2 separate regions of the Sus scrofa genome follow, and region 2 is linked to region 1. The links are chromatin contacts, called in public targeted proximity ligation maps. All regions are on one chromosome and are shown on one strand. The core of a region is the stretch at or near the end of the contact, and the rest is flanking DNA. Distances in the headings are between cores, read along the strand shown.

Evidence for each region.
Region 2: a targeted proximity ligation map of skeletal muscle shows a contact between it and region 1, with 3 times the contacts expected there. A contact is called at or near these places in 2 of 5 promoter capture datasets (fetal liver and liver), 12 of 47 Hi-C or Micro-C datasets (alveolar macrophages, embryonic fibroblasts, heart right ventricle and 7 more) and 2 of 2 datasets of targeted methods (alveolar macrophages and skeletal muscle).

The regions. Positions count from the first base shown.
Region 1 is chr4:90,098,404-90,105,769 of Sscrofa11.1, reverse strand. No RefSeq gene overlaps it. Among named protein-coding and RNA genes, the nearest start is that of NHLH1, 14 kb to the left of the region's middle.
Region 2 is chr4:90,391,135-90,398,207 of Sscrofa11.1, reverse strand. It overlaps IGSF8 (immunoglobulin superfamily member 8), which reads right to left and starts at 4,594. Exons shown (of 7, transcript XM_003481424.4): 1 at 4,285-4,594; 2 at 796-1,173. The coding sequence starts at 4,570.

The DNA.
Region 1 (7,366 bases), core at 865-3,364:
AAAAAAAAAAAAAAAAAAAAAAAAAAAAGAGTAGACTTAGGGACGTATGATACCCATTTTCAACTATTGAAAGAAAAGAGAAAAACTGACATTCTGCGTGGCCCCAGGAAGCAGAACAGGGTGGAAGTGATGAGAAACAGATTTTAACTCCAAAAACCTTTGCAACATCTGGAGCTGTCCACCAGTGGAAGCACCTGCCTCAAGGAGAGGGAGTCCAAGTAGACCGGCTGGAGAGGTCACCATAGGCAGAATTACCAGGGAGCCATTCCTGCCTAGATGAAACACTGGCTACGTAAACTCGAAGATCCTTTCCAAACTTAAGGTCATCTGAGAAGGCTGAAGACCCATGCTGGGAGGAAAATGCTGAGATGTCCTTCAGTCTCTCAAGGGTGCTGTTTTCATCTCTGATGGGCCACGAATGACATTAGCAGCAAGAGGGGTTTGTGTTAGACTTGGGGAGGAACTCCCATACTGGAAGAGGTTGACAGCTTCCCTTCCCCACATGATTTATTCATTATTTATTTTGATTTCTATTTATTTCTTTATTTTAGGGCCATACTGGGACATATGGAAGTTCCCAGGCTACGGGTTGAATCAGAGCTGCAGCTGCTGGCCTACACCACAGCTACAGCAACGCCAGATCTGAGCCGCATCTGCAACCTACATCACAGCTCACAGCAATGTCGGATCCTTAATCCATTGGACGATGCCAGGTATGGAACCTGTGTCCTCATGGATGCTAGTCGGTTACCAGTGAGGTATGACGGGACCACCATCCCTTCCCCATATGATTTAGATGAAATGTACTTTGCTGAGAGCCAGGCAAGAGGGAGGACTGAACAGAGACCAGGGAGAATCTGAGGACTACCGTGGGGCTAGGACTGGAAAGGAGCACAGAACACCTGTGGTGTGCCGAAGTTTCCAGGCTAGGTATCAAACCCATGCCACAGCAGTGATCCTTAACCCACTAGGCCACCAGGGAACTCCCCAACAGCTTTGTTCTAAAGGCAGGTAAAATGCTGTCCACAACGGTGATGGGACTCACCCACAGTGGCGGACAGAGGTTAGAACCCGTGTCTGCCATTCCTGACCCTGAGCGCTTTGTGTCTTCCCTGCACAGCAGCTTCAGTCCTCTGAGCCCCATGCCTGCCTCTCAGCCCTTTGCCGGCTGGAAAGCAGAAGGGGTTACTGGCCCCCTCCCTTCAGGGATCCCTTAGGGCCTGGGGGTGGTGAGAGGGGGCAGCTGCAGCTGTTCTACTGCTAGCTCCGAATTTCTTCAGATAATCAATTGGCCTCGGCTGCCGCTCTGCTCCACAGGACAGGAGAAGAAGGAGAAACAGAGTAGGAGGGGGAAGGGAGCAGGGGACCAGGCCCTGGGAGAGGAGACTGTCAGGGAGCCCGAAGTCCCGGATGAGGCAAAAGGGAGCGCTCAGGGCTAACACTCAGGGAGGAGGGAGGAATGGAAGGTTAGAAGAGGATGCATCTGGGGGCCCTCATTCCCCAACCTCTGAAACCCTGCAGGTGGGCAGTTGGGTGGGGGAGGGGCAGTTTGGGAGCACCTGGGGGGTGGGGCTCTGGCACCTCACCCCTCCCATCCTCCTCCAGTGCCTTCCCATCATGCCCCATCGAGCTTTCCCTGCCCTCTTCCATCCCTGCTTATAACATGCCTTGACCCTCCAGTGTGGTCTGTCATAATTGCTCCCCTCTGCCCCTTTTCTCAGCAAACCCCACCCCCAGTGACAGAGCAGACAGCAGGGCCCCAGGCGGTTGAGCAAGTAGAGGGGGGGACTTTTAGCCACTCCTCCCCCTCCTCCCTTACACACACACACACACACACACACACACACACACACACACACACACGCACACACGGCAGGCTGCCAGGCATATGGCCCCTTTGTGCCCACACAATGGAGGCCCTGCTGGTGCCCCTTCCCAGTCTGGGCATGAGGCTCCTCTCACTCATTTCACCCACCTTCCTTCCTTCCTCCTCCATCCCCAGCGTAGTGCCTGCCTCGCCTTTGCTTCGCTTCTTCCTCTTTCTGGAAGGCCCCTTAGCCCCCCCTCCTTCATCTTTCTGACTCTTTCTTGTTTTCTTGTGTCCATTCCGAAGCTCTTGAAATCTGACTGGGCGAGGATTAGGGACAGAAGAAAGAAGCTAACAGGAAGGTCACAGTCCCTGACTGCTGGCTGGCCAGAGAAAAGAAGGAAGAGAGCAGAGTTGGAGTTGGGGAGAAGGGGGGCAGTGGTGGACGCAGCAGAAGCAGCAATGCCCTGATGACCTGCATCCCAGCTCCATACTCAACATTTATCCTTTGTGCCATAGCGAGCAAAACATATGCCTCCCTGGGTCTCCACTTCCTCATCTGCAAAATGGGGGAGATAACAAGACCTGCCTTACAGGGGTGTTAGGAAGATTAAATGAGATCATCCTGGCAGCGCTTGGCATGGTAAGTGCTCACGGATGATACCCTAGGAGCAGTATGGCAAAGGGCTAACCTGTACTATTGCACCGTCTATGGGCCGTACAATGTGCCAGGCCAGGGCAGTGAAGGGGCCTGATTGTGAGACCTTGCTCCAGCAGAGGAGAGTTGTGCTGGTACCAGTGAGGATGCATACATACATCCTCTGAGAGGTGGCCTTGGAATCAAGCCCCTTGTGGGGGATCCTGGGCATCAGTCAGGAGTCCAACCCCAAATTCAGGAAAACAAGATACAGTGGGAGGGGACAAGGGGCTGTGGGGAAGCCAGAGGGGGAGATCTCTTGGCCCAGACTTCTGTGGGAAGTTAGGGCCAAACTCTGAAATCTGCTCAACTGAGGATGGACACATCGCGCTGAGGAGGAGAGGAGTCTGGGTGCCCAAGAAGCAGAAAAGGAGGGAAACCTGGGTCGGGAAATAGGATCAGAACGTTGTGTGGGTCTAAGGACTTTTCTGGCTCCTCCTCTTCCTCTGTTCCCTCCCTGTAGCAAGTTTAAGTCAGGTCTGATTATTGCTTGTTGAGCACTGCCCTCTGCTGGCTGCGAGCAGATACGTTCTCACGCTTCCTCCTCTCTGTGGGGAGGTGCTAAGCGGGGGTGAAAGAGAACATACTAGGTTGTAAATCAACTCTACCACAATAAAATTAAAAGAGAGAGAGAGGGAGAGGGAAAAGCTATACTAGACTGGTGACAAAGGGTGAAGGAGAAGTGGTGGGACCCACAATCGGAACTTATTTTCCTTCCTTCCTTTTCTTTTTCTGGTCTTTTTAGGGCCGCACCTGTGGCGGACAGAGGTTCCCAGGCTGGGGGTACAACCGGAGCTGCAGCTGTGGCCCACACCACAGCCACAGCAATGCTTGATCCGAGCTGCGTCTGCAACCTACAACACAGCTCACGACGACTGGATCCTTAACCCACTGAGTGAGGCCAGGGATCAAACCTGTGTCCTCATGGATACTAGTCAGGTTCTTAGCCTGCTGAGCCACAGTGGGAACTCTGAACTTCTATTATTGTCAGAGGTTTTTGGAAGGTGAAGGAGGGTTAATTGCCCTGTAGGAATAAAGATCAGAATTCATAGGTGTTTCAATTACATGTTAATGGTCTCTAATGTTCAGATTGGGATTTTTTTTTTTCCCCCTCTGTGTCCATTTCATTTGTTGTGAGTGTGTGTTTTCTGTCTCTGGGGATGTTTGTCTGCTGCTGTGGCTGCTGTGGCTGCATACACTGGTGTGCTTGTTTGTTTCCTTTTTCACATTGGAATCTGAGTGGCAACTGTCAGGTATGGCACAGAGGCCTGAAACCGTTTAACTTCTCTGCTTCCCTCTAGGTTTTACTCTGCCTTCCAGTTCCATCAGCCACCTGGCTATTTACAAGTGACAGTCTTTTGCTGGCTCCTGCCCTACTTTGATCATTCTAAACTTAGAGCCTTGTTTGGCTCTAACCTGGGACTGCTAGGCCTCCCAAGCAGGGCCTCTAGCCTGGTTCCCAAGTGAAGTGAGAAGAGAGGGAGGACCCTGAGATCAGAGCCTCTTTGCCACTCTTACTAGCATTTAAACTCCAGGCTTCTCTTTTCATAACCTGCTAGCTGTTTCCTTCACTAGTCAATCTCATTTATTTATTCAATGCACCATACATTTATTAACTACCCAGTGGGTGCCAGACACTGTTCTAGGTTCTGAAATACGGCCCAGGCTCTCCTCACTATCTACTGGGGAAACAGACACGGAAACACATCAACTACTGACCATGAAAAGTATGTTCTGAGGATGCAAGTTCGATTCCTGGCTTTGCTCAGTGGGTGAAGGATCTGGCATTGCTATGAGCTATGGTGTAGGTCGCAGATGTGGCTTGGATCCTGCATTGCTGTGGCTGTGGTGTAGGCCAGCAGCTACAGCTCCAATTCAACCCCTCGCCTGAGAAGCTCCATACACCTTGAGTGCAGCTCTGAAGAGAAAAGAAAAAAATATATATATATATGTTCAAGAAATATGTTTGTTTGTTTGTTTGTTTGTTTATTTATTTATTTATTTATTTATGACTTTTTAGGGCTGTACCTGCTGCATATGGAAGTTCCCAGGCTAGGGGTCAAATCAGAACTGCAGCTGCTGGCCTACACCACAGCACAGCAATGCCAGATCAGAGCTGCATCTGTGACATACATGGCAGCTCAAGGCAATGCAAATCCTTAACCTACTGAGTGGGCCCTGGGATCGAACCTGCATCCTCATGGATACTGGTTGGTGTTGTTACTGCTGAGTCACCACAAAGTCAGTTACATTCAGAATGGATAAGCAGCGAGGTCCTACTGCATAGCACGGGGAACTATATCCAATCTCTTGTGGTAGAACATGATAGAAGATAATATGAGAAAAAGAATGTTTATATACGTATGGCTGGGTCACCCTGCTGTACAGCAGAAATTGACACAACACTGTAAATCAACTATACTTTAATTTAAAAAATTAAGAAAATGAAAGGAATAGAAGTCAGGAATAACTCAGAGGCAGTGTTGGTGAGGAAGGAAGCGGGTAACACCTGAGCTGGGCTTCAATGGCTGATAGGGGTTTGCCAGATCTGTAAAGGTGTTTGCAGTGAATTCGGCAATGTGCTGCCAGAAACCCCCTTTGCAAATTTCCTCCTTCACTGGACAGAGCATTCACTTCCCCAGGTGCAGGAGTGTTGACTCACAGCCGAGTCTTTCCGCAGGAATTGCCTTTGAAGGAGGAAAGCTGCCTTGCTTAAAGTTGCACTCCCTCCCTAGGCAGTATACATGCAAGGACTGGTTGGTATGGGGTTACACAGCCCCATTCCAGGGGCAACCTTGAAGGGCTGGTGCCAGCTGGAGATCCCTCACCAGATTGCTGGGGGCCTCTGCTGCAATCGCATTGCACTTCAGCTTCGACCTCTGGTTAATCCAACCTCCTTCACACCTAGCAGGTATTGCTCTCCTGAAAGCTCCCTCCTGCATACACCTCAGCGTGTAAGAATCTCTTTCCCAGGGAACCCTACCTGAGACAGTGATATTCCGGGTAGAAGGCGCTGTAGATACAAAGGTATGGAGGCATGAAGAGCAGTTTTGAGCAGGAGCACACTCTGAACAGTTTGATTTTGTTAGGGCATTAAAATACAAAGGGCTGGAGTTCCCAATACCTGACTCATATCCATGAGGACTCGGATACAGTCCCTTGCCTGTCTTAGTGGGTTAAGGATCTTGCATTATGGCAAGCTGGGGTGTAGGTCACAGATTCATCTCTGATTCCATGTTGCTGTGGCTGTGGCGTAGGCCAGCAGCTGCAGCTCCAATTAGACCCCTAGCCTGGGAACTTCCATATGCTGCTGGTGGACAGGAGAGACTTGCAGAACAGCTGGAGAAGTTGCACAACTACTGTGAAAAACAGTATGGAGGTATCTAAGAAAACTAAATATAGAACTACCATATGACCCAGCAATCCCACCCCTGGGCATATATCTGGACAAAACTTTCACTGAAAAACGTACATACACCACTGTGTTCATACTGGCACTGTTCGCAATAACCAAGACATGGACACAACCTAAATGTCTATTGACAGATGAATGGATTAAGAAGATATGGTATATATACACAATGGAATACTACTAAAACATAAAAAAGAACAAAATAATGCCATTTGCAGCAACATGGATGGAACTAGAGACTCTCATACTAAGTGAGGTAAGTCAGAAAGAGAAAGACAAATACAATTTGATATCTCATATCTGGAATCTAATATATGGCACAAATGAACATATCTTTGGAAAAAAAACAAACTCATGGTCATGGAGAACAGACTTGTGGTTGCCAAGGGAGAGGGGGAGGTAGTGGGATGGACTGGGAGTTTCGGGTTAATAGATGCAAACTATTGCATTTGGAGTGGATAAGCAATGAGATCCAGTTGTATAGCACAGGGAACTATATCTAGTCACTTATGTGGAACATGATGGAAGATAATGTGAGAAAAAGAATATATATATATTCTGTATATATATATATATATATATATATATATATATATATACATGACTGGGTCACTGTTGCACAGCGGAAATTGACACAACATGATGAATCAACTGTAATAACAAAAAAAGAAAAAGATCAGCTGGAGAGATAAGCAGTGGCCAACTGGGGGGAACGTGTATGTTATGCTGGGGAGCTTGTACTTTGCCACATAGTGATGGGAAACCAACAAATGTTGTCTAGTGGGGTAGATAAATGCAGTCAAGTTTACATTTTAGAAATGTCCTTCTTTCCCCCTTCTTTTTTGGCTGCACCCTGGGCATATGGAATTTTCTGGGCCAGGGATGGAATCCAAGCTGCTGTTGCAACCTACACCACAACTGCAGCAATGCCACATCCTTAACCCACTGAACCACAGAGGGAACTCCTAGAGATGTCAGTAGAAATGAACGGGGAAGAGAGGATAGATTTAGGAGAGCTGTTTAAAGGTAGATTCAACAGGACTTGGAGATGTATTTCATGTGGTAGGCTAGACGAGAACTCCCAGGTTTCTGGCTTGGGAGCCTGGTTGAACAGTGGTATTAGCTTCCAAAATGGACCACACAGGAGAAAGTCTGTAGCGGACGTGACAAGAGTGGTGATGTCCTAAGGACACGTTGAACAAGAGCTGTTGCGGAGTCTTCCCATGGAGCTGTCCAGAAGAAATTTATCCCTTTGGGTTTGTGGCTGGAGAGGGGACCTCTTTACTAGGACACCTCCCGGAAATCTCCAACTCCACATCCCCAAACTGGCATCCCTAATTCTCCCATCCCTCAACCCAACTTTTCCCTGGTAGTCCTGGTGTGAATAAAGGGCACCAGCAGCATTCACCTGCCCTGGCTATCACACCTTTCTTTCGCTCCGCTCCCATCT
Region 2 (7,073 bases), core at 3,345-5,844, 290 kb before region 1:
TCTTCTGTAACCCAGTGGTGCCAAGTACAGTGCTGGGCACACAACAGGCACTCAGTAAATATTTGTTTTGTTTTGTTTTTTTAGGGCCACAGCTATGGCACAGGGAAGTTCCCAGACTAGAGATTGAATAGGAGCTGCAGCCGCCGGGCTACGCCACATCCACAGCAACGACAGATTCGAGCCGCGTCTGCGACCTACACCACAGCTCATGGCAACACCAGACCCTTAACCCACTGAGCGAGGCGAGGGATTGAACCTGAATCCTCATGGATACTAGTTGGGTTCGTTAACCGCTGAGCCACAACGAGAACTCCAATAAATACTTGTTGAATTTCATTAAAGCCAGCCCATCGCCTACTCACCCTTATGTCTGAGACTGACCCCTGTTTGAAATACTCAGAAAAGTGGCTCTCTCTTCCTTTTTGGAAGACAAAGAGACTTAAGAGGGCAAGAACATCACATGGTCTCACTTCTCCCCCGGATCTGGATCCTAGAATCTCCAGGAATGGAGTCTGTTCACTCCATCTGGTTCCCCTGCCCTGTCAGGGAATGGAAAGGGGACTGGATGGCCTAAGGACACTTTTCCCTCTGCCAGGAAGCAGCCCGATAGAATAAAAGCAGTGGCCTGGAATGAAGGGACCTGGGATAGAGTTTGAGACAGGCGGCTAATTTTTTCAGTGACTTGCGTGAAGTCACTTAACCTGGTTGGGCCTCAGATTCCTCTTAGGTCCCTCCCGGACTGACTTTCTGCCTTTTGGGAGGATGCGGCCCCACCCCCATCCCAGGGCCCAATACCTCTCAGTTCCACTTTGCCGCTGTAGCTGCCCAGGTAGCGGGCATCAGTGGAGGGTGTGTAGCACTCGTAAATGCCAGCATCCTGGGCCTGCAGGCGGGCAATCTTGAGCAACACGGCATCACCCTGCAGACGCTGCACATGCACCTCACCAGCTGCCACTCGGGGCCCAAAGACAGCGTAGGAGAACCCGGCGTCCCGGGTACTGACAATGCCCAGGGCAGCCTCTGGGGCTTCGGGCCTGTACAGGAACCACTCGAAATCCTGCTGGGCAGGACCGTCATAGCCACTGACATTGCAGGGGATGGAGATGGCTGTGCCAGCCACGCGGTACAGGGGCCCCTCAGGGACCAGCACCTCCCGGGCACAGCACCCGACTCCTGTAGGGAAGGATGGGAGAGGTCAGAGATGTCTGGGTACCCACTGCTTCCCCACACCACCTGTGTCATTTTTGGCCTCTGCTTGCAACAGGAAAAGAAACCTACAGCTTGGGCCCTGTTCTGAGAATGGGGAAAGGATGCTGGGAGGTAAGACACGTGGGTCTTCAGGTGGTGGTACAGAGCCAGATTTGCCTCAAAACCCAGAAACATCCCATTCCTGGGAGGCCAGAAGCAGATAGGGGTGGAAAGGAGTGTATCTGCTTCCTGATTTAACCTTCCTTGGTTCCAGCTATACCTTGAGTCCCTCCTCTTGTTTCCCACTCGCATGTCTGCGAGGCCCAGCCAGTGCCACCTTCTAGCTAAAGGATCCTAAGACCACATGTCCCGCTCCTTTGTTTGAAGGGAGCTGGCAAAACCTTGCTCAGAAGGGCTAGTTGGCTCAGCTGTGTCACCTGGGCCAAGGGACTCCAGACAATGGAGCCAGCAGCCCAGCAGGACAGGGCACAGACCCAGTCAGTTCTCACCACACAATCCCTCCCCCCTCCAGCTGGGCCATGAGCTCACTGCTTCTCCTCCCCACAGGGCTGGCGAGGCAGCTGAGGCTCAAGGGGCAAGAACCAGTCTCTGCCCTGGCCTCCAGGGGCAGAAGATCCCCTCCTCCACCAGTGCCTGCCAATCCTCCCCACAGGCCCAGCTGACACACAACCCCCCCCCCCCACAGCTCCCTAAACAAAAGCCTCCATTTGCATGTGGTGTTCATTCATTTACATACTGCTCCCTTTGGGTAGGGAAGCTCCGAAACCCCTAGCTGCCTCTTTCAGTCTTTCTCTCCTCAGAGGCCAAAATTCTCTTCTTTGCCCCACCCCCAGGCCCTACCCTGCCCCCTCAGATACTCCTGGTGGCCTTGGAGGGCTCAGCTTCTTCCTTCTCTCCTTCCTTCCTCTCACAGCCCCAGATCACAGAAGCCCAGAATGTGAGGGGGGCTGGGTCAGCCCTCTGCCTTCATCTTCTGCATGAGAAAGGTAAGGCATGAGAAGTATACAGTCTTGGCCAAGTTCCTACTATCCTTGGCTGGCTTCCACATGCCCCTGCAGAGGGACAAGCCAGGGAGGTGATGGGGAACTCCGGGGATGGGTAGGGGAGGGAACTGAGGACACTGACCTCACCAACTAGAGTGGCACTCCCAGGGGCTTACCCACAGGGGCTGGCGGAAAACAGCAAGGCTAGTCAAATTCGGGCCCTCCAGCTGCCCCAGAAACATCCCCCTTAACTTTCCCACCTGAGCCCGCTCTTAACCACCCCTTTCTTCCTGCGGCTGAGTCACGTCACGGGGAGAACTTGGGGTCTGAACATCTGTACAGGAAACTTGTGTTTGCTTGGTTAGAGCTCAGGCTGCAAATCTGGAGGTCGGATTCCAGCCCCAGCCCCAGCCCCAGCGATCTGGTTTGGACCAGCCCCTCCCAATCCCAAGCCTCAGTTTCTACACTGGAGGAGAGCTCTGAGCTTCCATTCAGAGGGTGAGTGAGCCTGTGTGACTCAGGAAGGCTCTGCCTGAGGGTGTTTCATAACCAGAGTGATGGCGGACACAGCCAGCTGACACCTTCCCTGGCCTGGGGCAGACACCGCTCAGGAGGGCCCCTCCCATCTCCCTGGCTCCACGACTGCTGATGCTTGGAGATCCCCATGGGAAAGTCACCCCCACAGCCTTAGGACACCAGCTGCCAGGCAGCTCTCTCCCCAGCTGGGGCCCCTCTGTGTCAGCAGAAGAGGGAAAGAAGAACAGGGTCTTGCTTTGGAGTCAGATGGATGGGGGTCAAATCTGAGCCTCAACATTCATCACATGGGTTGTCTGGGGAAAGTTACTTCATTTTCCTCATCTTCAAAATGAAAGTAAGCGCCCCTGTGTGCAGTGGGTATTCAGCAGGCTCTTCTGTCTCCGCATCACACTTCCCCTGGGCTCCTCTCTGCTCCACGCTGCCCACTGGGGAAAACGGGCTGAGTGCTAGGCAACCAGGCTGTGCAGCTCCTTCCTCTGTACCTCCTCCTGCCTCCCCCAAGGAGACGACTCATTCTAGTCCCATAGGACCCAGGGACCTATGTCGTACAGGGAGGCTGCTCGGCACTGTGATAGAGCTCTGATCTAGAAACAAGTGGCTGGGGCTACGTCAGCCTCTGCGGTAACTATGGCAGCTCCGAATCCTGGCACCAAAGCCACCCCCCCAACCCCGTGCTCTTATTTCAAGGGTCTCAGTTTCCTGAACATCTGTACAAGCAGTCTCACGGTACTCCTCCCCAGACTGCCCCTACAGGGAGCCTCCTCCAGTTCAGGCCCAAAACATTTCCACCGGCACTGCCTGCATGCATCTGTGCAGCAATGGCCCAGGACACCCCACCGAGAACACGCACAACAGCCACAAGGGCGCTTGGAGATCTCAGCATCAGTCTCCACAGAGCCTGTTTTCTCCAGAGGCAGAGAAGCTGGGACTAAGAGGGTGTGACAACCAGTGGGAGGCTACAGACCCAAGGGACATCTAGGAGAGGAAAAGAGGGGCAAAGGGAGACCTGGTCCAGGATAGAGATGGAACTGCCCTCAACTTTTGATGAAGTTGAGGTGGGGGATGCAATTAGGGGAGACTTCCTTCAAAGAGCGTGGGCAGAACCCGCCCCTGGGCCTCCAGCCAACTCAGGCAATTACGGAGATGGGCAGGCACTGCCTACGCAGGCGAGCTTCAGGCTGGGCCTGGAGCTGAGTGTGAGGCGGTGGAGTCGCAGCATTTGGGCGCAGCGACCCCAAGACCTGAGCATGCCAGCTAAGAAGTGGGACCTGCTCCTCTGAGGCCAGGAGGTCCCTGGGGGTGGCACCTCTTTGGGTTCTCACTGTGCCCCAGCCCAGGGCCTAGAACTGGGGGAGCCTTCAATCCCCGCCTGCCACCCCACTCGCCGCCCGCCCCAAGACTGGCTCGGCCGGCGGCCTCACAGGGCAGCTAAGCGCCAGGCCCGGCGAGGCTGATGGAGAGGCGGGTGCGAGGGGCTCCGAAGTGCTGGGGAGTCGGGCAGGATTGGACACCAGGTAGCAGGCACCTGCCGGGCGGGGCTGGGAGCCGGGCTTACCCAGCATTAGCAGCAGCAGCGGCGGCGGCGGCGGCTTGGGACCGAGGGCGCCCATCCTGCGCAACGAGCTCTGGGGAGGCTCTGGGGGGCGGCTCGGGTTCTGGGTGGCCGGGGGCTCAGGGGGCGCATGCCCGGGTGAGGGGCACCAAGCGGAGCAGCGAGGCGTGGGTGCGCGGAGCTGAGCGGAGCGGAGCGGGAGCAGCCTAGGCCCCTCCTTTTTCCCTCCTCCCCCTGCCCTTCCTCCTCCTACTGCTGTGCCTCCAGCCTCTGCAACTGGAAAGACCATTCCCGCCCGGCCTTACCCAGGCTCCGCCCCGACCTCGGCTCCCGCCCCCGCCTAGCCCCGCCCGGGTCCCCAATCCCGCCCCGACCCCTCCAGACCCTGGCCCCGCTCAGATCCCTGGGTGTGTCTGGACCCTAGTCCTGGACCTCCGCCCGGACTCCGCCCGCCCCCGTTCAGGCTCCGCCCCGCTATCCAGCTCCTCCCTGACCCCGATCCAGGCCCGCCCCCCTGGGTCCTGGCTCCGCCCCGACCCCAGCCCACGGAAGCCGGCTGCACCTGGGTTTAGCCACATCCACGTCAGCTTGGCAGGTTGTACTCGTACCCTGCACTTTTCGGCTTTTCCCTGAGGATTTGGGTGCAGGGGCCCCTGGGGTCAATGAGGTGACTGCGGCTGCACACTTAGAATCAAGCTCTTTTCCCGGAGCCTCTACGCCTCGCGGCCAACCCTGCCGAAATGGGGAAGGGCGGGACCTTGGAGTTATGGAACTAGGAGGATCTGGGCTCAAGGACGCTCCATGGCTTCGCAAGGTCACTGGAGACCTGTTTGCCACCCCCTCGGGGCAGAACCAGAGGAAGTGAGTTAGAAGGGTTGGCCGGCTGGGTTCCGTCACTTCCTGGTTGGCGATCCTAGTCAAGTTGCTCAACCTCCTCCAGCCTGTTTTCATGTTGGCAAATTGAAGTGGATGACGTCCACCCCAAAGGATTTTTGTGACGTTAATTGAGATAATGTACCAAGGTGCTTGGCACAGGATAACACTAAATAGGAGATGGGGGGGGTTGAATTATTTAAACTGTTGCTGTGAGGTTTAGTTCAGACCGAAAGAGAGGGTGAGCTTGGGGTTTAAGCGAAGGAGCCCCTAGGTCCAGTGAAGAGAAATGGACAGCACTCTGCACTGGGAGGAGTGGGGCCTGCCCCAGAGGTGGGAGGTTGGAAAAGACTTCTTTCCTGGGAACTCTGTCTCTTCCTCAACTATAAAAAAGTGGGGGAGTTCCTGTTGTGGTGCAGTGGAAACGAATCCGACTAGGAGCCATGAGGCTGTGGGTTCGATCCCTGGCCTCTCTCAGTGGGTTGAGGATCTGGCATTGCCATGAGCTGTGGTGTAGGTCGAAGATGCGGCTTGGATCTGATGTTGCTGTGGCTGTGGTATAGGCCAGCAGCTGTAGCTCGGATTGGACCCCTAGCCTGGGAACCTCCATATGCTGTGGGTGCAACCCTAAAAAGCTAAAAAAAAAAGGGATGTGGGGAGGATCTGGAAGGGTGGGGTCAGAAAGGGGAAAGGGACAGCCAGGATGTCCAAGTGGCCATCCACAGGGACTAACCCCAGAGCTTTCATCCTCAAACTTCCATCTGTCCCCACTCATCCCCCAACCCTTTCACTCACTCCGATTTACAGAAGAGGAAACAGGCCCCGAGAGAGGAAGTGGCCCAAGGCAGACCAGATCTTCCTTGACTTTCTCTTCCCTGATCCTGGCACAGTGCCCGATGAGATGAGGTGCTCAGTTGAAGCCATATTCAAGAATCCTGGAGAGGAGTTCCCATTATGGCTTGGTGGTTAACAAATCCGACTATGAACCATGAGGTTGTGGGTTCGATCCCTGGCCCTGCTCAGTGGGTTAAGGATCCGGCATTGCCATAAGCTGTGGTGTAGGTTGCAGACGTGGCTCCGATCCCGCGTTGCTGTGGCTCTGGCGTGGGCTTGGCAGCTACAGCTCCAGTTAGACCCCTAGCCTGGGAACCTCCATATGCCGCTGATGCAGCCCTAGAAAAGGCAAAAAAACAAAAAAAAAAAAAAAGAATCCTGGAGAGACCAGAGAAATTCTGAATCAAAATGCTGTCAACCCTTGAGGGAATCAGAGGTCCCCCCTCCCCTCTCAATACTTCTAGGAATGGCCTAGGAACAGGACTCCAGGGTCTCTTTTTCCCCCTATTTTGGCATACCTGCAGCCTGATTTCTCCAGATTCATTTCTTTTAAGCTCATCCACAGGCCAGATTGAGCTGTGTGAAAGCCGAAAAGTGTAGGGAAGCGTTTGGAGGAAAGTCACTCTCCCTTTATTTAGGGGTGGAGTGGACATAATGCCTTCGTGATGCTTGAGAGATGAGAGATGTTGCCCATCTTCATCATCATCATAGATGCCACTTATGGGACATGCTGATCTTAAAAATAAAATAACAAGCTCTTGGAGTTCCCATCGTGGCTCAGTGGTTAACGAATCCAACTAGGAACCATGAGATTGTGGGTTCGATCGCTGGCCCTGCTCAGTGGGTTAAGGATCTGGCGTTGATGTGAGCTGTGGTGTAGGTTGCAGATGTGGCTCGGATCCCGCGTTGCTGTGAATCCCGTGGCTGCAGCTCTGATTGGACCCCTAGCCTGGGAACCTCCATATGCCGCGGGAGTGGCCCTAGAAATGGCAAAAAGACAAAAAATAAAATAAATAAATAAAATAAAATAACAAGCTCTTAAGCTAGCCAAAATGAGTTTGTTCAGGAACAGCAGATAAATTGCA